Regions from separate parts of the Mus musculus genome. Here all the other regions are linked to region 1. The links are chromatin contacts, called in public promoter capture Hi-C maps. All regions are on one chromosome and are shown on one strand. The core of a region is the stretch at or near the end of the contact, and the rest is flanking DNA. Distances in the headings are between cores, read along the strand shown. Region 1 holds the start of Zkscan8 (zinc finger with KRAB and SCAN domains 8). Region 2 holds the start of Vps41 (VPS41 HOPS complex subunit). Region 3 holds the start of H1f4 (H1.4 linker histone, cluster member). Region 4 holds the start of H4c4 (H4 clustered histone 4).

Region 1 (5,100 bases), core at 973-3,472:
GATATCACATTATGAATGACATCTTAACAAGGGTTCTTCAGTCCATGAATGTTATCTTTTCATTTAAGTCTTCTTGGACTACTTTCATTGTTGGCCAAATTATTTATTTTCCTTATTCTCGATATCTACACACACTACTTTTCTCACAATGGTACATTATTGGTTGTAAAAACGTTTTGCTCTCTTAATTTCATACTCATCAAAATTTTATCTTGATAGAATTAAAGAACATTAGAGCGCTATATTTACAACACAACATAGAATGTGTCTAGATTTGTTTTAAGAGTAGAGGCTCCAGGTCCAAAGAGCTCACTTTGATGTCCCTGTTTCTTTGTGGGGAATACATACACTAATGGTTTCTGTTCTTGTTTATATATATATCCCTTGCTAAGGCTGCAGTGGTGACTTCTCCTTGACTTTGGTTAAGCTTCTCATCATTCATGTTACTGTCTTCAAAAAAGATGCTTATAAATGTACCCTATTTGCAGACTGTAGATAGATATAATCAAATTAACATGAAGTTATAACTGAAATAAGATAGGTCCTCAATCCAATATGACTGGTGTACTGTTAAAAAGACACGGGGCTCTGAGGGACCGTTCAGGAGATAAAGGTGCCCACTGCTGAGCCTGACAACCCGAGTTTACTTTCCCAGAACCCACAAGGTGGAAGGAGAAGACAGACTCCTGCAATTGTCCTCTGACCTCCACTACGGTACTGTGGCATGAGTGGACCTTACCTATCCTCCCCAAACAAAACAAAATTCTCTAAGGTTGTTTTCAAACTGGTGATTTCCCAACCCTAGTACAGCATGCAATTAATTACGGGCATGCACCAACATACATGGCCATTTCATTCTCCTCTCTAATAATTTTGTGCATACACATTGCAGTGTTGGAAAGTACCTACAGAGAAACACTGATCCCTACACACCATCCTTGAAGAACATCTGGTCAGGATGATTGCCTTATGAACGGAAAGGCAACAATCTTAGGCTTATTCGGGATCGAAAATGTTAAAGCCTTGAAAACTAAGGAAGGCACAACTCAAATACTGGCTTCTCAAGAGATGCAGGAGATGTACTTTCCTTTCTGATTAATTAAACTTGAGAGATGTCTGAGAACCGAATACAAACCAGGAATGATAATCTCCAGGTTTTAGAGATTAAGAAGAAGTAGATGAAACAAACATGCTTTGTAGTTATCTGAAATGGCATTCATTCATTTTGTTTGTTTGTTTTGGAGATTTTAAAAGTTATTTTAATAAGGCTTGAGCATGAGGGTTAGGAGAAAGGCACTCAGGAGAGGGCCAGACGCACAAGCGTGGCTATGGGCTTCTCAAGGAAGTTGCTTTGATGAATGCTTTTAAGACTGACATTTTTATATTTAACCACAAGGAACTCAAAACGTGCACATTCACTAAAATGATGATTGCTGCATAGCAATACTTAAGTGAATCGGACAAATAGAAGTATGTGGTCAAGTGGTGGTCAACGTCTTAGAAATCCAACAGAGATTACTCATGAATGACCCGAGTTTTGGGAATGGGAACCTACCGAATTTTCAAGATTCTATTTCAGTTAGCTTTAATAAACTAGGTAAGCAAAGTATTCTGAATAAGGTTTAATTTTGTTACCCCAGAATTACTTAAAGTATTTCTTTTGCATACAACTGTTCAGCCATTACATGAACTACTTTCATAATATACTTCTTTTATGGGTAGAAAAAAAAAAAAAAGAGTAACAAAAAAAAAAAAAATCAAAGATTTCCACGTGGGGTAGAGGCTTCAAAAGAAAAAAATTATTATCTTTAAAAATGAATTTTGAGACCGATCGGCAAAACTGCTGAGTAGAAACAGTTGGTACACGGGCCGGCTTTACAAGTAAGAGCGAGTGCAAAATTATATACATGATGACTGGCGATGAGGAGAGCCATCCCGTAGGAAGTTGGGGCCGGGTGTCGGCCTGCTCAGCGGCGGCAGGCCCTGAACCGACCCGCTCCCCGCTCTCGGGCCTCCGCTGCCCGAGCGCCCCTGCTCGGCCCAGCGCACTCACCGAGAGCTCCCCACGCTGCCCGAGGGCGGGAGGCGGCACAGCGCGGACAGGGAAGCGCGCGAGGAGACGCGACGGACACCGAACCCGAGCGGGACCCCTGCAGCCGCTAAGTTCCAAACCCTTGGAGCCGCAGAGCCGGGCAGCACGCATCTTGCCCCACAGCCACTTCCGGAAGCTCTCTAGGAAGCTCGGAGGTCTGACAGCTCTATGGTAGGCCAGCAAAAGGACCGAGCGCCCTCAGCTACACCAGGTGGAGGGCGGCTATGCGGGACATCCTGAGGAGTGACATAGCTTTAAGTCACCTAAGCTTTTGTCTGGCCAGCCTCGGGCTTCAGGTGACAAGTTTAAGAGTTGGGTGGCTGATCACAGATCCAGAGGCCTGCGCTGGGCTCAGGAGTATACTTAACGGATTTCTCTTTATTCTTCTTAGTTACCTTGTGCTTTCCCATTAATGCTTCATGATTACTCCAAATTCCCAACTTTCACTGCGTATTGAAGAATTTAAACCTTTGTAGTTCCTAGGAACAGTAGTATATTTATAAAGTTCCTACTGACCATTGCTTTCTCTTTGACTATGAGTGTTCTCATCCTCCAGATACTTATGGTTGGAAACAACAAAACGTCTACAAAATAACCAGACCCCTAACTTAAAATTTAAATAGAAAATTGGTGGAAAACAATGAACATTGGTTTACTTTTTAATGTCAAAGACAACTTTTATCTGTTTCAACTTGTTGAGATAGAGTTGGTGAATCTCATTCTCATCTCGAGGAAATGAGGCAGAGGACATGTGAATGTCTTACCTAGTGTCATATAAACGAATGGACAAGCAAAGAACTAGAACAGAAGGGAGAAGTCATATTCAGCCAGGAATTGCCAAGCTTGGGTCACAAGTGAACACAATAGACAGGGTTACATTTTGTTGTTTTGCTAGTTTAGATCAAGTCTCTCTGTAGCCCTAGCTGGCCGCAGGGCAAACTTCCTGCCTCACCTTCCCAAGTGTTGGGATTAAAAGCATAAATCAAGTGATTATAAATTTGGGATTATAAAATTGGTATTATAAATGTAAGTCAATACAAATAGGTTAAAGCCTTCTGAAGTTGATTCCTCTTTCAAAACAACTAAATTAGAAATAAAAGAATATTTGACTCATATTCTTTGATTCAAGTTTTTAAATGATGATTGAAGTTTTGCCCACATTATGGGCACTCGTGGTCTCTAAGGTAGATTCTGTCTATTAATCCTGAGCACTAAGTAATTTTTGGTACTGTTCTCTTTTTAGTAGAACTAATTTACTCTATAAATTCTCTGATACCTAGTTAGAGCCTAACTTATACAGGCTTTCCACACTTTATGTACCCATAGGGTTTTAGCCTATATGGATTCTCTGATGTTTAATAACACCTCTGTGCCCACTGAGATCTTTCCCATACTCTATGTTTATAGGACTTCAGTGTGTGTTCTATAATTTCCAACAAGATGTTCTTGTTGAATGAAGGTTTTTCTGCATTTATTACATGTACTGGCTGGTTCTGTGTGTCAACTTGACATAAATTAGATTCATCAGAGAGGAAAGAGCCTCAGTTGAGAAGATGCCTCCATGAGATCCAGCTGTAGGTCATTTTTTCAATTGGTGATCAATGGAGGAGGGCACAGTCTATTCTGGGTGATGCCATCCATGGATGATAGTCCTGGTTCTATAAGAGCGAAGGCTGGACAAAGCAGGGGAAGCAAGACAGTAAACAGCCTTCTCCATAGCCTCTGCATCTACTCCTGACTCCAGGTCTGCTTGAGTCCCTGTCCTGACTTCCTCCAATGATGGACTATGATCTAGAAGTGTAAGCCAAATAAACCCTTTCCTCTCCAATTTGCTTTTTGGTCATGGTGTTTCATCATAGCAATACAACCCTATACAAATTGGTACTGGGTATAGGGTATTGCTGTGACAGACCTGATTATGTTTAGGGGGAGAAATGTGGAAGGACTGGACATTTGGGCTAGAAGGACCATTGATTGTTGAAACCTCAGTGTTCTGTAGGAGCTTGGAAGACAAGAATGTTGGAAGCAGTGCTGAAGACAGAGGCTTGGAATTTCCCTCTGAAATTCCAGAGGGAAGATTAAAGATTCTATCAGGGCCAGTTGCTGTTTTGATGTAAGATTCTGTGGTTAGAATGTAAGATTCTGTAGTTAGAGCAATATTTTGATTTTATAATTGACAATACTGGGAATTCCACTTTGTAAAAGCATGTAGTACAAAGTAGCACAAGTATGGTTGTGGTCATTTCAGATATTGCTGGGAATTCTGTCTTAATCACAAACCAAAACTAATTTGATGATTTAGTTTTTCTTCTTGACAGGTTTCATAAAGTCCAAACTGCCTTCAACCTATGTTTCTGAGGATGACCTTGAACTCTTCACATACTTCTACCTTGACCTCCCAAGTGTTGGGATTACAGGTGCGACTCACTGTGTCTGGCTAACTTAACAATTTCTTAAAAAAATGAAACTCAAGTCAGAAACTCAAGCAGAAATTAAAAATATCAAACATTCTAACATGATACAATCAGAGATATGCCAGTATCTGTGATTTGATACATGCTGAGAAACAATGGTAGGAACATCTAAAAAATATTTTGTTTTCCATAATTAAATTGTCTTTGTATGAAAGCAGAAAAGTTTGTACAGTAGAAACTCTGAGATCCATAAGATTCGATAGTCTTATTTTGGAACTGAGTTATTTTAGGTGGCATTTGTTGTTATTACTTGGCTTAATGGCAAATACAACATGAAGTGCTCATGTTATGTGTTGAGAAGCACACCTATAGTGAAGTCACATGTTACAACACAGTCATTGCTGCCAGAAATGTCTGGGATTCATTAGATATTAGGTCTAGAAATTTCACTTGTTACATGTTTATAAGCCTTTTGGGTTGTAATATTGGATCTATTTGAATACATACTTTTGTACTTTTGTGGGGGAGGGGTCTTGCTTTTTGAGACAGTGTCATACTCTATGTTTCTCACACTGGCACACAACTCATGATCTC
Region 2 (5,100 bases), core at 1,303-3,802, 2.8 Mb before region 1:
CAGGCTGACTCCTGAAGATGGTGACAGCAAGCACTCTTAACCACTGGTCCAAATCTTCATCCCTCAGAGGACTTTTTCCAGGAAGATTTTCAACTGACAGGCAGGGTTAAGAAGAATCCCAACATAAAAGAAAGGAAGGATTGAGAAGTCATCAAAATTTGAAGGTTGGGCATGGCAACTCACGCCTTTAAACAAGGCACTTGGGAGAGTAGGAGTTGTGAGTCCAAGGGCAGCTTGGTCTGTATATTGAGATCTAAGACAGCCAGGGTTGCATAGTAAGACCTGGTCTCAACAAAACCCAACAATAACAACAAAATTTGAAGTGGGTGGAGTGGATCACACACTGTTGTCCAGAACAAACCCTTGTTTGAGAATTCAGTGGTGACTTTCCCTGAATCACTGCTTTTAGGTATGACTGATTCTCATCAAAATTGAAACGACCAGTAAAACAAGGAGAAAACCATGGTAATAAACCTGCTTTTGTCTTCCTCTTTCATGTCTGTGTCAGATCAAAACAGGAGACAGCCAGTCTCACCAGATGCTGTGGATCCAGTTCACAATGAGAAAAGGAAAAATGATGGTTTGTGAAGACAATCAGAGGAACAGAAGATTTAGATGTCTTCTATTTCCCGTGGAAATTAAACTTAGGGCTTGCTCTGTGTCTGCTATGCAGGAGCTTGTTGCACAGCACTAGCTTCTGAATCAAACAATATCCATCTTCATCTGCTTGTAAACAATCATTCTTTCATAGGAGGAGGTAGGGAGAGCCACTGGACCCTTACCAGCCTCTCATCCCAATCTCTCATCACAGCCAGCCTCATGCAGCTTTGTACTGATTGTGTGTGCCTTCATAGTTTCTGTGAGAGGTTAGAGGACTTAGGCTAGGGGAAAACAAGGAAAAGAAAACCCATGTATTGTTATGGTTAAGTCTTCAGCCAGGGAGGGTAAAAACTTTCCATTGTGGTTGCTTTGGGGCCACTTGTGCTCCAGGCAGTAGCCCTTCACCCATGCTCTGTAAGCTCAATAAGCTCATTGGTTCCCCAGGGGAGCTTGATGGGTCTGAAGTTTGGTTTGTTATTGGTACCTTAGAAAGAAGGAGATAGATTGTCTAGGCACCTGCCAGTTAAAAAAAAATTCTCACAACAAGGTCTTTCAGTAGCTTGAAGTCCACCATGAGTGCTGTTTGGGCCTGAGTGGCTTAATAACATATATAAAATTCTGTTCGATCAGACATGACCTTGGACCCTTGGTTGTGGGTGTCCAAATTAGCTGCTTGGTGCGCAGACTGGAAGAGGGGCCTCAGGAAGAGCTGGAGGTTTATTAAGGCTCTTGGGAGAAGACAAGAGTCTGAAAGATGACATCGTCATGGCTTCCAGGTCATTGAAGACCATGAGTTGAGAAAGCAACATCTAGAGACTAAGGGAAATGCTGAGTACTAAGAATATGACTTCCTACTAGGCTACTGTCAGTGGGAATTACAGGGAACGAAAGGGCACTGAGGCATCTGCCACAGTCTGCCAACTGTGCTGCCCTCTGTGAGTTGCCAGCTGCTTAAGACAATAAACAGACAATGGCTATCAGTGGATAAGATGAGTGAATTCCCACAGAATAGGAAAGATAGTTTACTTTGTCCTGAAACATAGGATAGCTCAAGTTTTCTAAATGATGTTTTTCATATTACATTTACAAATTATTATCTGACATTGTATCTTGAAGATAGTCAATGTGAGTTACGAAGCAATTAAACAATAGAGATTTATAATTTTCTATATTCATATGTCAGTTGCTATTTTTTCTCTAACGGGGGACCAGATTTGATTCACAACAGCTATATGGCAGCTCTCAAATATATGTATCTGTAATTCCAGGGAATCTGATATGCTTTTCTGACATCTGAGGACACGAGGTTCCTAAGTGTGCACAGACATACATGCAGACAAAATATCTATACAATTCAATTTTAAATTAAAATGAAAGATGTCAATTTAATGTACCAAGATACTAAATCTTTGCAGGAATACACATTATTTTCTCACTTTCCACTGTAGACTTTTTTTTTTTTATATAAATAGTCACTATCACTTTAAAAAGTGAGTGGGCAGGCACAACAACATATCAGACTAAAGAACATTTGATATAGTAGTCTTAGACTTCGGAGAGGGATAGGTTCTAAACCTAGGCTTTTTAGGTAAGTTTAGTGAAATCTCCGAGTTACTATCCTTTCCCCTGTTAATGGCGGTAACAGGAGGGATCACAGGGAGGACTAAATGAGATAATTCATAATTTTACTGTAAACGGGAGCCTGAAATAGAAAATGAGATAATTCATAATTTTACTGTAAACGGGAGCCTGAAATAGAAAGAACTTAATGCTACAATAACAACAGAACGTAGACCAACAACAAAATAACAATTTAGCATTAATTATAGATATAGTGGTGTCTCTGTTGAGCAAAAATGAGAGCTGGCTAAGGAACCAGATTAGTGTGCGGGAAAAACTACATTTCCCAGTAGGCTGTGGCCCAGGGGCTGTTTTCTCCTATTTCCGGGTATGTCACATGACTCTCAGGCTGCGCTATGGCGGAAGCAGAGGAGCAGGTAAACGCTGGCAGAACTAGTTCGGGGCAGCCGGGAGCTGGAGACCCGAGCGAGGGGTTCTGGGACGCGGAGTGCCAGGAACGTGGCAGCTCTGACCGGGCGAGTTGGGGTGGCCCTTCTCCGCGCGGATAGCGCCTTGCACACCCGCTCTGTCCGAGCCGGCCTTGCCTGGGCTCAGCCCTTCTGGTTTATGTTAAATGGGATTTTTTGAAAAAGGCAAGTTAAGAGTAGACTGCTATGCAAGGCTTTAAGGATTATTCCCGTTGCTGGCAAGACGTAGATGGAAACGTCCAGCTATAGCTGAGAAGTGGCATTGAGGTGCTGAGTACAAATTATTGCCTTTTTTTCATACAGACGTTCTGATATAGGGCGAAGGACAAAATTAAATGAAACTAACAAAATAGAAGACTCAGGCTAAAACTCGGAAGAGATTCCTTAAGTATATGTATATATGTGTATGTGTGTATATGCATATACATATATGTATACACACACACACATAGAAGCATATATATGTATGTATCATCTACCATATTTCCCCCTCATATATTAAATGCCCTGCTTGCCAGTTTCTGTGATGTTCCTTAAGACATGCATGGTGATGCTCTGTTTACTGTCCTAAGAGACATTTACTAGTGGACTTTTTACTGTTCACATCTGTGCTTTATTTTGAGTGTGCCAAAAGTTACGGAATTTGACAAGGAAAAATTTGGGTTTTGTCATTACGTTAACAAGAGCCTCTTTACTATCATTTGTGCAAACTGTCTTTTGCAGTGCAGGTCCGAGGCAAAAGAGTTTTCCTTCCCAGCAGACCTTGCTTAGTTTGACTACTGCAAGGTGGCTTTTCACATTGAGCATTTTCATTTCACGTTGAAATACAGTTGTGGTTTTGTAGTAAAACAAACATCCAAGTTAAGTTTTTAGATTAGACCCAGTGTGATAGAAATATGGAGTAGCCCTTGTATTCCCACTCATGCAGAAGAGGAATTTGCCAAGGCTGTCTGATGTTAAAATGTAGAAAATCAGGCAGATAACCTGATTCACAGTTGTGCAGTGCTTTCGAGCTTAAAAAGATCCTCACACATGGCATTTGGTCCTTCTAAAAGAATTCTGTGAGGTAAATATTTATTCTGATATGGAAGTCATATACAGCCTCCATGTCCTAAATCCTCTTGTCCCAAACTGTGGTAAAACAGTGCCCATATTGTAATCACCCTAAAGGGCCTTGAGTATCCACCCCTTCCTCGGTTCTGTGACTCTGTAAGCCACTCTGTCTCATGCTGCCTTTCTTGCTATTCTGTAACCAGTCCAGGCCTGTACCCACGCAGGACCTTTGCTCACACTGCCCCTTTTCATGATCTCTGACGTCTACAAGGCCTTCTCCCTTACTGTCCTCAGGCCTCTGGGATGGTGTGCTTTCCGATTGTGGCTCATTCTTTGAAACCACCTTCTGATGTTCGTCTACATAATACTTATGATCTTAAGCTTTTTATTTCTCCTTGTATATTCTCACTTCTGCTTGCCACATGATAAATATTTATTCATTACTGATGGCTGATATTGGGATATTGCTTAATACTTAATATATTAAATGATTGAATTTTACAGAGAAATGAATTGAAATGCAGTCAGTTTGAACTGTCTCATGCTTACATCTATAATGTTTTAGTGTCATGTCTCCAAAGCTCACATTTTCTTCACACTACCTTGTGTCTTAAAATATGCTGAAGAACCTGTCTAAATTTTATATATGAATATGTGTGTGTATATATGTGTGTGTGTGTGTGTATATATGTATGTATGTGTATATATATATATAAAAACTTTATGATGTGGAATAGCCCTTATCATCTTCATGGTTTTCCATTTAGCCCTTATTCCTGCTGTAGTGTTTTCACAGCTGATGTACTTTTAGGAAATGCATTCTTCTCCATTGCTATCAGGGCAGCCTTGAGAAAGACCAGTAGTCTACTGCCTGTTGCAGAAAGAAGCAGACATTCATAAATTGTTTTATGAATTCATAAAAATTGCTATGTCAAAATATAAATAAATAATATTCATATCATTAGTTTAAACATGAGTAGGTTTTTCTTTTTCTTTTTTTTTTTTTAAGTCTGGATTGGTGCTGCTAATATTTTGGCACCTTGAATATTATTTGAAAACCGTGACATCCTTTTTTCTTCTTACTGGGTATGTTAGGAGTTGGCATGTGTATTTAAATGAACTATCATGACAAATTACAGAGTGAGGCAAAACATTTTCTTGGTACCCTGTCCTGTAAGTGCAAAATTTCTCCCAAGATGAATAGCTCAAAATTAAGCCCATTGGCTTATCTTTCCTGACTGTTGTGTTCTTTGATGGTAGTCTCCACTTTAATGTTATGAATAGCCCAAATGGTGACATCTGCACTGAGTTAACATGCTATAAAAAGTTTCCACAGTTTAAAGCTAAAAATCACTGTTGGAGTAGAGATAAACAGATGTCTTTAAGTCATAATGAAAAC
Region 3 (5,100 bases), core at 1,418-3,917, 2.1 Mb after region 1:
ACATACTTGTTGAAAGCTGCCAAAGACGTGAACTAAGTAACTGTTTAAGATACAGTAACAGAGAACCTAATCATCCCTGATTGCTTTTCCTTCTGCCAGAGCATAATCTCTGCCAGTGGCAAATCCAGTCACATTGAAATTGGCCTGCTTGCAAAGCAAGCATCTACAAACAACCACATTTCTGTGGGAACTCTTGTCTTAAACCCTTTTTCTATAAGACACATACCTTATAAAAAGAAAAGGTTGTGGGTTGGAATGAAGAAGAAAGCAAAAGCTCCAATTGAAACGAAATTGTTTGAGAGTGCTCATTTGTGCTCAAGGAGAGCAATCTCGGGATGCTAAGGTCGGTTCAGTCTCTAGAAGAGGAACTTGGATACGTAAGCGCACAGATAAAGAGCTGCATGCTTAAAACATCTTTAGTTAATTTTAGTACCTATAATTGATAGCAAATTAACTATTCTGAACTTGTATGCCATGTGGATGTATGTGCCAGTGAGTGTGTGGTTCCCTGAAACCATTACGATCACCCTCATTTCCAGGGCACCACCGAGTTCACATAAACACAAGTTTGAAGCATGAGAACCCTGGCAGGCATGGTAGTACACGGGAATAAATTTCACTTGGGAAGGATTGAAAATTCCGGGCTAACTTGGCCTATACTTCTTGATCACATGTCCAACAGATTGAGAAAAAACAAACAAACAAACAAACAAACAAACAAAAACCAAAAAACCGCATAGTTTTAAGTTTAAGGATACTTGAAACAACAACAACTCATTTGTTGAAAGAATGCCTGGCTCTTTAAAGTCCTTGAAATCATTCGTGCAAATGCGCACTTGGTTTGTTTTCTTGGTAACAGGCTTGGTGCTCTGCCAGCTTCCTGGGCAATGCAGGAGAATGGCAGTCTGGATCAACTGAGATATGACGGTTACTCGCTTTTTGTAATGCGGCACGATGCAGGCAATGTGCTTTAAAATGTAATTGATGCCCATGGCCTTGGATAAGATGCTCATGTTGGGGCTCACCTGCTTCAGCACGTTGTACACTTGCTAGAAGCTCTCCTTTCAGTAGCGTTTGCGCTCCTTGTCCTTCTGTTTGTTGATGGCAGCTTCTAAGAATCCTTCTGTGGGGCAGGCTCGGACTTCGCCAGCTCAGGGATTGTGTAAAATTTAACTCCCTCCCTTGGGCACACTAAACATTTGGTAAAATACCTACTCCGTCACCAGTTAACACCACATTCATTTACATTACGCAGTATTCAAATGAGGTTAATAAGATTTCTTTCAGGATTGGGTTAGTTTTAGTGTTTCGTCACGAACAGGAACGTAAACGACACTTGAAGGTCTACTGTCTCATTGGCTGTCTTGTCACTTCGCTTTCACCAATCGGGACGTACGAATTAAACTGCACAAATCTGCTATAGCTAACCTATTTAAGCACGATCGCTATCAAACATGGGGGAACACAGAAAAAAAAGTACTCTAGTTGGGTTTGTATGCTTGATTTCAGCAGTCAGAACTGAGATGAGATGCGGGTGGGGTTGTCAGGACATCGATCCTGCTCTTTACGCACTGAATCGCTCAATGCTTAAGATTCTATCTCTAAATCATTCTGCTATCTCCCTTAAAAGTTATCGACGTGGCAGCCGGGAGTAAACTACTTCATTCCCATGGTCTCTAAGGGTCACTTGTGGGATATGAACTTACCCACCACCACCACACATACAGGAGATTATGTACAGACCTTCAGATAGCTAAGCTAGAGTTAACACCATTGCGCACACCCACATATCCCCAGCCTCCTCTGCTAAGCTCAGCCCACTAAGGTTTGTTCCCACCCTAACCACACCCCCTGTGAATGTGCAACAGCTCTTTTACTGAGAGTTGTGGGTGGCTCTGAAAAGAGCCTTTGGGTTGTTGGGCTTCTAAGCAGTTGGCCAAAGAAAATTTACTTTTTCTTGGCTGCGGTTTTCTTTGGCTTAGCTGCCTTAGGCTTGGAGGTTTTTGGTTTGGCCGCTTTAGGCTTTACCGTTTTCGCCTTGGCAGGGCTCTTGGGCGCCTTCTTAGCCTTAGTTGCCTTTGCCTTCTTCGGGCTCTTAGCTTTTTTGGCTCCTGCAGCTGCAGCTGGCTTCTTCGCTTTCTTTGGAGTCTTCTTGGTGCTCTTCTTGGCGGTGGCTGTCCCCGCAGCCTTCTTGGGCTTCTTGGCTGCGCCCGCAGGCTTCTTCGCCTTGGCCGCGCCTGCCCTTTTTGCTTTGGGCTTAGCCTCACCGGAAGCCGCCTTCTTGTTGAGTTTGAAGGAGCCGGAGGCGCCGGTGCCCTTGGTCTGCACCAGGGTACCCTTGCTCACCAGGCTCTTCAGGCCGAGCTTGATGCGGCTGTTGTTCTTCTCCACATCGTACCCCGCGGCCGCCAGCGCCTTCTTGAGCGCAGCCAGGGACACGCCGCTGCGCTCCTTGGAGGCGGCCACAGCCTTGGTGATGAGTTCGGACACCGGGGGTCCGGAGGTTTTGCGCTTCGCGCCACCTGCGGCCTTGCGGGCCTTCTTCTTGACGGGTGTCTTCTCGGCGGGGGCCGGTGCGGCGGGCGCAGCAGGCGCGGTCTCGGACATGGCGAAGCGTGTGAGGAGAGAGAACTCGAGCCGGAAGCAGAGGGACTGGCCAGGACTCGGGCCGCGGCGCTGCGCCCGCCCGTTTATATAGGGCGGAGCTGCGCCGTGATTGGTGCGCTGTCCAGCCCGCCTCGCTGGCAGCCGCGGAGTGTCCTCTCAGATGCGGAGTTGTGTTTGTTACACCTCAAAAAAAGCCAAAAATGTCAAAATTCCCTACATCGAATTGCCCGATTTTTAAAAAATAATGTTCCCCGAAGTCTCGGGCTTCATGCACATCTCAAAAAGTGAGCAAAGCATTAAGCCTTCTGCCAAAAACTTGCAATATTTCCTGCGGTGTTCAGCAAATTTCAACTCAGAGAAACAAAACTTTCTATTTTCTTCGTAAATTATAAACTGATCTTGGACTGTACAGTTTTCTGACCCATCAAAGACGATTCTCCAAGTGGTTAGCTTCTTGTGTAGCCCAAAACCTTGCCTTTGGCATTATGATTTTTATTACAAATCTGCACTTAAGTGAAGGAAGTAACACAGGCTCCTCCGAGAGTCCTGCCTATTGAGCAGAGGGCATTTGAGTTCATCAAACTGGTTTAGTTCAATGCTTAACAGATTATTTACCATTTTGAGTTAAATTCTTCTCTCATAGGCCATGAGTCTATATATCTATGGTTTTATTTCTGCCGCTTCTCCTAAGTTTTAAAATAATTTCTTAGTATAATTCTTTTCTTTCTGTTCCCATGGGTTGGGGGCGGGGCTGTTGCTTTTCTATTTCTCTGGACAAACTACTCCTTTGGGTTGAGGTACCTCAAATTCAGAGTACTGGGGTCGGGGGAGAGTACAAAACATACTTATGGTGCAGACATAAAAATGACTAATTTCCAAGAAACATATAAATGCTGTTTTCAACGTCTTTGGAAATGAAGGTGGGATTTACTTTGAGGAATTTCTCTTGGGTCTTGCATAGTTCTTCTGACATGTTTTAGGACTAAATTGTAATGTGGTATATTAAAACTAGATAACTGAGCCATTGATCAAGAGAAACACACATGAGAAATATAGCTCAGAACATCTCTACTGCCTTCGTTACAGAATCCTAGCCCCGTTACTGAACAGCTGTTCTCCATATATGGCTACTCCTTATGGAAACATGGGAATAATGTTTCGTGGATCTCCTCAGGGTAAATGAGGGGTTAAGATTTAATCTTAGAATCATATTTGAGAAGACATTCAAACAGATTCAAAGACATGCCTTGAAGGTGTTAAATGGGTTGTTTTATTTATGTAGCTGTTCAACCAAGGTAACGACTAGGAGATCAATGATAATCCAGTGTCAGTAATTATTTCTGGGATGTTTGGTTGGAATTATATTCAGAAATTACAAGACTCCCACTACAGAGACAAGATACATTGTTATATTATAAAATAGTATATTATACAATAGTATAAGATACAATGTTTACAATAGTGTAAGATACAATGTTATGTTATACAATAGTATAATGTGATGGCTTTTGTTTTGTGATACAATTGTCTCTAACATCACATTATCAATTCTACTATCCTAAACCTCCACACACAAAAGCAATGCAAACAGAGGAACTCAGCAGTTCAACACAGTGTCCATGAGGCATTTTTAAGATCTTGTGGTATTATCTTTAATGATGAATTTTATATAAAAGTGATTCATATTATCAGTATTTCTATGCTATAATGTATATTTTCACCTTCATGTATTAACAAATGCAAACTTTGGTATTCATTAAAACTCTGAGCCAGAGCAGAGAAACTGTATGGGTGTTTGATATTGAAAAGTGGGGATTTAACCCCTTTTTGTTAATAACAAAAAAAAAAAAACTTCCTGCAAATGGTAGAACACATTAGTATTTGCTCTCCAATATCTTTTTTTTGGTTTCTTGTTTCTCATTGAGTTCAAGATGGGGGCAGGGATTAAACTCCCTGAATTTCGAGACAATTCGAGTCCTCTATGCTTTCCCCTTAAACTGCTTGCTTGGCAGAGAAGGCAATGAACCTTGCCTATCATTAAATCAGGTACTTTTTTTTTTTTTAAATAATGAGATAGGAACAATATAAAAAAAACTTTATTATTTTACATTAATCTGCTAGGCAAGTAAGCAATAGCAAAATTACACATGTATATGTGAATCTTCATTCTTGTATTTTAACTACAAATTACAAACTCTTCTACAGATGATTCTGACTAGTGAATCTCCATATGTCTAAAAATAGGAGTGTTAGAGTTTCTCATAACATGCTGTTACCCAGACATATCTGAGAGCCACTGCTCTCTAACTCTAACTGGGATGAAATGAGGCAAACGTACCCCTTGTCATGTGAGTATTTCTGTGGAAATACAGGCTTGCCTGTTCTAGTTTGCTTTCCTTTGTTATAATAAACTCCATGGCCAAAAGCAGCTTGGGGAGGAAAGGGCTGACTTCAGCTTACAGGTTATAGTCTATCATCCAGGGAAGCCAAGAA
Region 4 (5,100 bases), core at 1,745-4,244, 2.1 Mb after region 1:
CTTTCTTTCTTTCTTTCTTTCTTTCTTTTTTTCTTTCCTCCCTCCCTTCCTTCCTTCCTTCCTTCCTTCCTTCCTCCCTCCCTCTCCTCTTCTCTCCTCTCCTCTCCTCTCCTCTCCTCTCCTCTCCTCTCCTCTCTTCTCTTCTCTGTTTTCTTCCCTCAGTCCCTCCCTCCTCTCTCTCTTTTTTTTTCTTTCTTTCTTTCTTTCTTTCTTTCTTTCTTTCTCTCTCTCTCTTTCTTTCTTTCTTTCTTTCTTTCTTTTTTTCTTTCCTCCCTCCCTTCCTTCCTTCCTCCCTCCCTCCCTCCCTCCCTCCTTTCTCTCTCTCTCTCTCTCAAAGAAAACAAGAAATGCATTTAACAGTCATCTCCAGAGAGTAGCTGGGATTCCATAGACCAATGTACTCTTCCCGTTGTCAGAAAGGCTTTGCTACTCCATTTTCTGTGGTCATATTTGGACCTTACTGGATTTTCCTTTTTTTGTATGGAAAACAGTAATGGTGCCACCCTTTTCTAACATGGCTCTTCCATTCTTGTTTTTATCACCAAATGCAAGCCATCACATTTGGTGTGTTTTTCAGAAAATTCATGTTTATCTGTCATTATTTAGGCTTCCCACCAGTTGTGATTGTACTGGGACAGGAGGTAGAGTGGAGAGTGAAGCTGAGAAGACCCTGTCCCCCCCAAGGATGAAAATTTAGCATATGGAAAAAAAGATTGTTATTTGTCACTCGGAGGAGAATGATTCTGTAAAGTCTGAAGATGGCCTCAAAAATTTATCACTTGGGAGATTGGGAATACCAGTGAGACTGAACTGTAGGAAACTGTAAACCAATAAATATGTAATGGCACAGTGAGAAAGCCCCTGCTATTCAGATGATCCTGGAGCTATTTATGAGAGACAAAACCTCATTTCTTTGGATAGTCAACTTTTTGCTCTGGGTGGCTTCCTTCCTTGAATGTATACTCCTTAAAAAACTATTCTGACTTTTAATGCAACTGTGTATCTCTGTTCAACTTTTTGTTCTTGGACAGAAAAATGTGGGATCTTTGGGAAATCTACTTGTATTGACCTAGGTAGATAATTCATGTCAGGTATGATAATTCTGCTCATGAGAAAATGAAGGATTATGAAAATTCCTATAATCTTTCATGTTTGGGAGATTTACCAATACAGAAGAAAGAACAACACGTTTCAATGATAGGAGTAGACATTAAAAGATCCATATACTCATAAGGCATATGGATGTGACAATTAAATTAGGATGGCACCCTCATACCTTGCAAAGCAGAGTGGAAGGAGGGTTCAGTAAGGACTGTGCCTCCAGTGCTCTCGGGTCTAGTTTGAAAGATTTCAAAGCTGATTTAAGAGGAATATCTAGTTTTACACAGAGGTTATTGGCCCATGACCTTAAAAACATATCCCCATTATTAAAGACACAGACTTGATTTAATCTCTGTAAGGTTTCACATCTACCCCTAAGAGGACTAAAATTATGTTTGCTATTTATTTCTCTATAAAAAACCTGTAAGAATAATTGAAAGACAAAAATAGTCATTTCCAAACTCTTGGACATCTCTAATAGATCATTTTAAGGAACACAATTTCATTTCTACAAGCATGGAGTCCACTCCTCCCCCATCCCCATCCACCAACAAAAGCTTATATAGCTCAGCCTATCCTCAAACTCACTATGTTCCTGAGAATTATCTATACCTGACCTTCCTGCTTCAACCATCCTATGCAGTGCTGGAATTACAACAGTGCATTGCCACCAGCCCATTGTAGTCCCCAAGATCAAACCCAGGGTTTTTATATGCATCAAGCACTTCACCCAGTAAATATTCACATGCAGTTTTAATGTTTCTCTATGAATCTCCAGAAACTCAGAGTCTTTGAATTCTGTGGCGCTCTTCTTGAAGAGTGATTCTAAAACATTGCTTTGGGTCATCCACTCATTCACAGAGCAGAAGAAACTGTTCTTTTCCTTTCTAGAAGAGTAATGCAGATGTGGAAAACAATACAGCATGAGTATTTACTGTATTAGCATTTTATGGAAGTATTTGGTTAGATATTAGTGTGTGACTCTTCATTAGTACATGAAACCACCAAATCCTTTGACTAAGAACTGTCAGTGTGAGGTGGGGGTGCATGCATGATATTTTGAGGTACATATAACTATGATGTGCTAAGGATAATAGATTTTCTGTGCAATGTTTATTAACTAAAAAACATACATGCAAGAAATCCTGAGATTCAGTGAAAGCATAGTAAACATAAAGAGCAGCCCCTTTCCCCCATCCCTGTTCCCAGAGCTCCTGATGTCTATGTGTAATTCAAGCAGAAGGCCCACACCTTTGGGATGCATATCCTTTACATCTTCTAATCTTTCAGCGCTACAGTCCTGTAACATTTTGAGGTTTTACTTCCCCCTGGTCAGCCTGAATGCTAAAAAAAAAAAGTTCAGATTCTTAGGCATACGTACCTAAGTCAATAAAAAGTCTCAGAACAGGAAATAGTAAGTGTTCTTAAAATTGTACTTAAAACCTTGGATTCAGTGGTCCTAAACCTTCCTGATGCTGGGACCCTTTACTACAGCACCTCATGTTGTGGTTACCCTCACCCATAAAGTTATTTCACTGCTGCTTAACTGTAATTTTGATACTGTTATGAATTGTAATGTAAATATCTGAAATAATACGGGGGGTGTCCCGATTTATAGGTTCACGAGACTAATAACATTACTTTCTATTTGGTCTGATAAAAGACAAATTTCTTTTTTCACAATACATAAATTGTCACTCTTGAGGGCAATGTGTTGAATTTTCAACTGCTGGCTCTGCTCTTGTCTTAGGACCCGCCTTGTCTCCTCAGCCTTTTCATAGGATAAACGCCAGAAGGGCGGGAATTGACCATGGTTCACGCCCCCTTCCCTTCAGGTTTTCAAACAGGTCCGCATTGGTATTATAAAAGCCAGGAAGGCCGCTTGTTACAGTCACTGGCTAGTGAGCTTCCTTCCTAGTTTGCTAACATGTCTGGACGCGGGAAAGGCGGCAAGGGTCTTGGTAAGGGTGGTGCTAAGCGCCACCGCAAAGTTCTGCGCGACAACATCCAGGGCATCACCAAGCCCGCCATCCGCCGCCTGGCCCGGCGCGGAGGAGTGAAGCGCATCTCCGGCCTCATCTACGAGGAGACCCGTGGTGTGCTGAAGGTGTTCCTGGAGAACGTGATCCGCGACGCCGTCACCTACACGGAGCACGCCAAGCGCAAGACCGTCACCGCCATGGACGTTGTCTACGCGCTCAAGCGCCAGGGTCGCACCCTCTACGGATTCGGCGGCTAAACGTACTCATTTATTTTTCTTCACCCAAAAACCAAAGGCCCTTTTCAGGGCCACTACCTTCTCACTTAAAGGAGCTGCTCTTAGGTGGTTTTCTGGAATGGGGTGGGTGCTGGGACTGGCTCGATACATAGTATCTGTTTAGGCAGGTCCACCTGTCTATCTTCAGTATTGATAGCCTAAAAGCAGGCCTGTTGTCTCATTCTTTAATGCTGACATTCTCAGGAGAGGGCTGAGGGTCAGTCAAGATCCTTTTTTCCAAGTCCCTTAAGGTATAGATGCTATCCTGTCTCAAAACCAAACCCTCTAATCAATCCAGGCCTTGGAAACCTAGGAACACTGAATTATGTTCAAGTTTTCTAACCTGGAGCTTTCTACAATTTCTTCCCCTCCCTCCTTTCATTCTTTCCATGTATTCTGTGTAATAGCCCTGGCCTGGAACTTACTCTATACACCAGGCTCACAGATATCTTCCTACCTCTGCCTCCCACGTACTGGGATTAAAATCGTGGTCCACCACACCCAGCTTTCTCTAACTTCCTAATCTGTAAAATAAGCACCAGAGATTGACGTGTAAATCTTCTATCTATTCCTCAAGGAAAACTTCATATGGTCCAGGACTTCATTAACTTTCGTCAGCATTATCAGTTGTTCCCAAAGAGTCACCAGAGAAGAAACATCAGTGTCTGCTAAGAACTTAAAAAATTTTTTTTATTTGTGTTTATATATTTCTTACCTTTATATACACTTTAGGGACTAAACTCAGGCCACCAGGCACACGGAGCACATGCTTTAGCTGTCCCTCCAGCCCTTCCCTCCAAGAATTAAAAAAAAAAAAAAAAAAGACCCAGACCTTGTAGTCAATAAAAACTTGGGTAAATATCTTCAGTATTTAGCTTCAGACCCTGGGACAAGTTAACATATTTTACATATCAAAGCGGACCTGGTCTCCAGGTTCTCCCAGCTTCCCACAGTCCCTATCTGGCACACCCTGCCCCCAACCCTGAAATTTCTAGCCCAGGGGATGGGCTGCCCTTCCCCCAGAGGCTCTTCCTTATGTAATTCAGACATTTTGGTCTTTCTGCTTTTTCTTTCCTCCCACATTTCCCCTTCTCTTCTCTCCTGGTGTATACCCCTTCTCTCTTTCTTTCCTCCAACCTCTGCCCATGGTGACTTCCCTGGCCTTGGGGCCAGTGAATTCTTCTGAGAGCAGCTTCCCAATAAACCTGCCTTTAATATAATCCAATCTGGCTTGAATCAGCTTATTTAGCTGGAGGAGAAGTAACTTACCAATCGATATGTCCTTCAACAAGCTCAACAGTCAATACTCACATCCACTTTTCTTTTGTTTTTCTATCTATTTTAAAGTAGAATCTTCTCTGTAGGCTGGCCAAGCCTCAATAGGAAGCTTAGGTAGAGAAAATTTGCACACAACAGAAACTGGAGGTGTCATGGGGAATTTCAACCAGTGGGAAAAGATTGAAAAACAAAACAATAACCAGAGAGGAACTGTATGAGGGTGGGCTTTTTGTTTTGTTTTGTTTTTCAGACAGGGTTTCTCTTTGTAGCCCTGGCTGTCCTGGCAGGCTGTCCTGGAACTCAGAAATCTGTCTGCCTCTGCCTGCTAAGTGCTGAGATTAAAGGTGTGTGCCACCACTGCCTGGCATGAGGTTGGGCTTTATGGAGAGGTAGTGAGTACTACTGTACTGCAATTCTGGTTTGAAGATCAGTGGGGATGGCTGAAAGGCTCTGAGCACACTCAA

What was found. Promoter capture Hi-C pulls out the DNA fragments that hold promoters and counts their contacts. Capture Hi-C pulls out chosen DNA fragments and counts their contacts.
Region 2: a promoter capture Hi-C map of pre-B cells shows a contact between it and region 1, with 2.9 times the contacts expected there. The contact joins the promoter of Vps41 here to the promoter of Zkscan8 in region 1. A contact is called at or near these places in 2 of 39 promoter capture datasets (liver and pre-B cells).
Region 3: a promoter capture Hi-C map of liver shows a contact between it and region 1, with 5 times the contacts expected there. The contact joins the promoter of H1f4 here to the promoter of Zkscan8 in region 1. A contact is called at or near these places in 4 of 39 promoter capture datasets (cranial neural crest, liver, neutrophils and 1 more), 2 of 115 datasets of contacts at active chromatin or transcription factors (astrocytes and large pre-B cells) and 2 of 9 other capture datasets (adipose tissue and liver).
Region 4: a promoter capture Hi-C map of liver shows a contact between it and region 1, with 3 times the contacts expected there. The contact joins the promoter of H4c4 here to the promoter of Zkscan8 in region 1. A contact is called at or near these places in 6 of 39 promoter capture datasets (the 3T3-L1 cell line, 3T3-L1-derived adipocytes, cranial neural crest and 3 more), 1 of 484 Hi-C or Micro-C datasets (pre-B cells), 1 of 115 datasets of contacts at active chromatin or transcription factors (forebrain) and 1 of 9 other capture datasets (liver).

The regions. Positions count from the first base shown.
Region 1 is chr13:21,528,892-21,533,991 of GRCm38.p6, forward strand. It overlaps Zkscan8 (zinc finger with KRAB and SCAN domains 8), which reads right to left and starts at 2,223. Exons shown (of 6, transcript NM_139141.4): 1 at 2,054-2,223. It overlaps Gm32724 (a long non-coding RNA gene), which reads left to right and starts at 2,178. Exons shown (of 5, transcript XR_001780870.1): 1 at 2,178-2,263; 2 at 4,411-4,509.
Region 2 is chr13:18,714,740-18,719,839 of GRCm38.p6, forward strand. Vps41 (VPS41 HOPS complex subunit) reads left to right here and starts at 2,553. Exons shown (of 29, transcript NM_172120.4): 1 at 2,553-2,597. The coding sequence starts at 2,577.
Region 3 is chr13:23,619,891-23,624,990 of GRCm38.p6, forward strand. It overlaps H1f4 (H1.4 linker histone, cluster member), which reads right to left and starts at 2,668. Exons shown (of 1, transcript NM_015787.4): 1 at 1,887-2,668. The coding sequence starts at 2,607. The coding sequence ends at 1,948. It overlaps H2bc6 (H2B clustered histone 6), which reads right to left and starts at 1,204. Exons shown (of 2, transcript NM_001177653.1): 1 at 1,026-1,204.
Region 4 is chr13:23,578,574-23,583,673 of GRCm38.p6, forward strand. It overlaps H4c4 (H4 clustered histone 4), which reads left to right and starts at 2,995. Exons shown (of 1, transcript NM_175654.3): 1 at 2,995-3,396. The coding sequence starts at 3,029. The coding sequence ends at 3,340. H2bc6 (H2B clustered histone 6) reads right to left here. Exons shown (of 2, transcript NM_001177653.1): 2 at 5,097-5,100.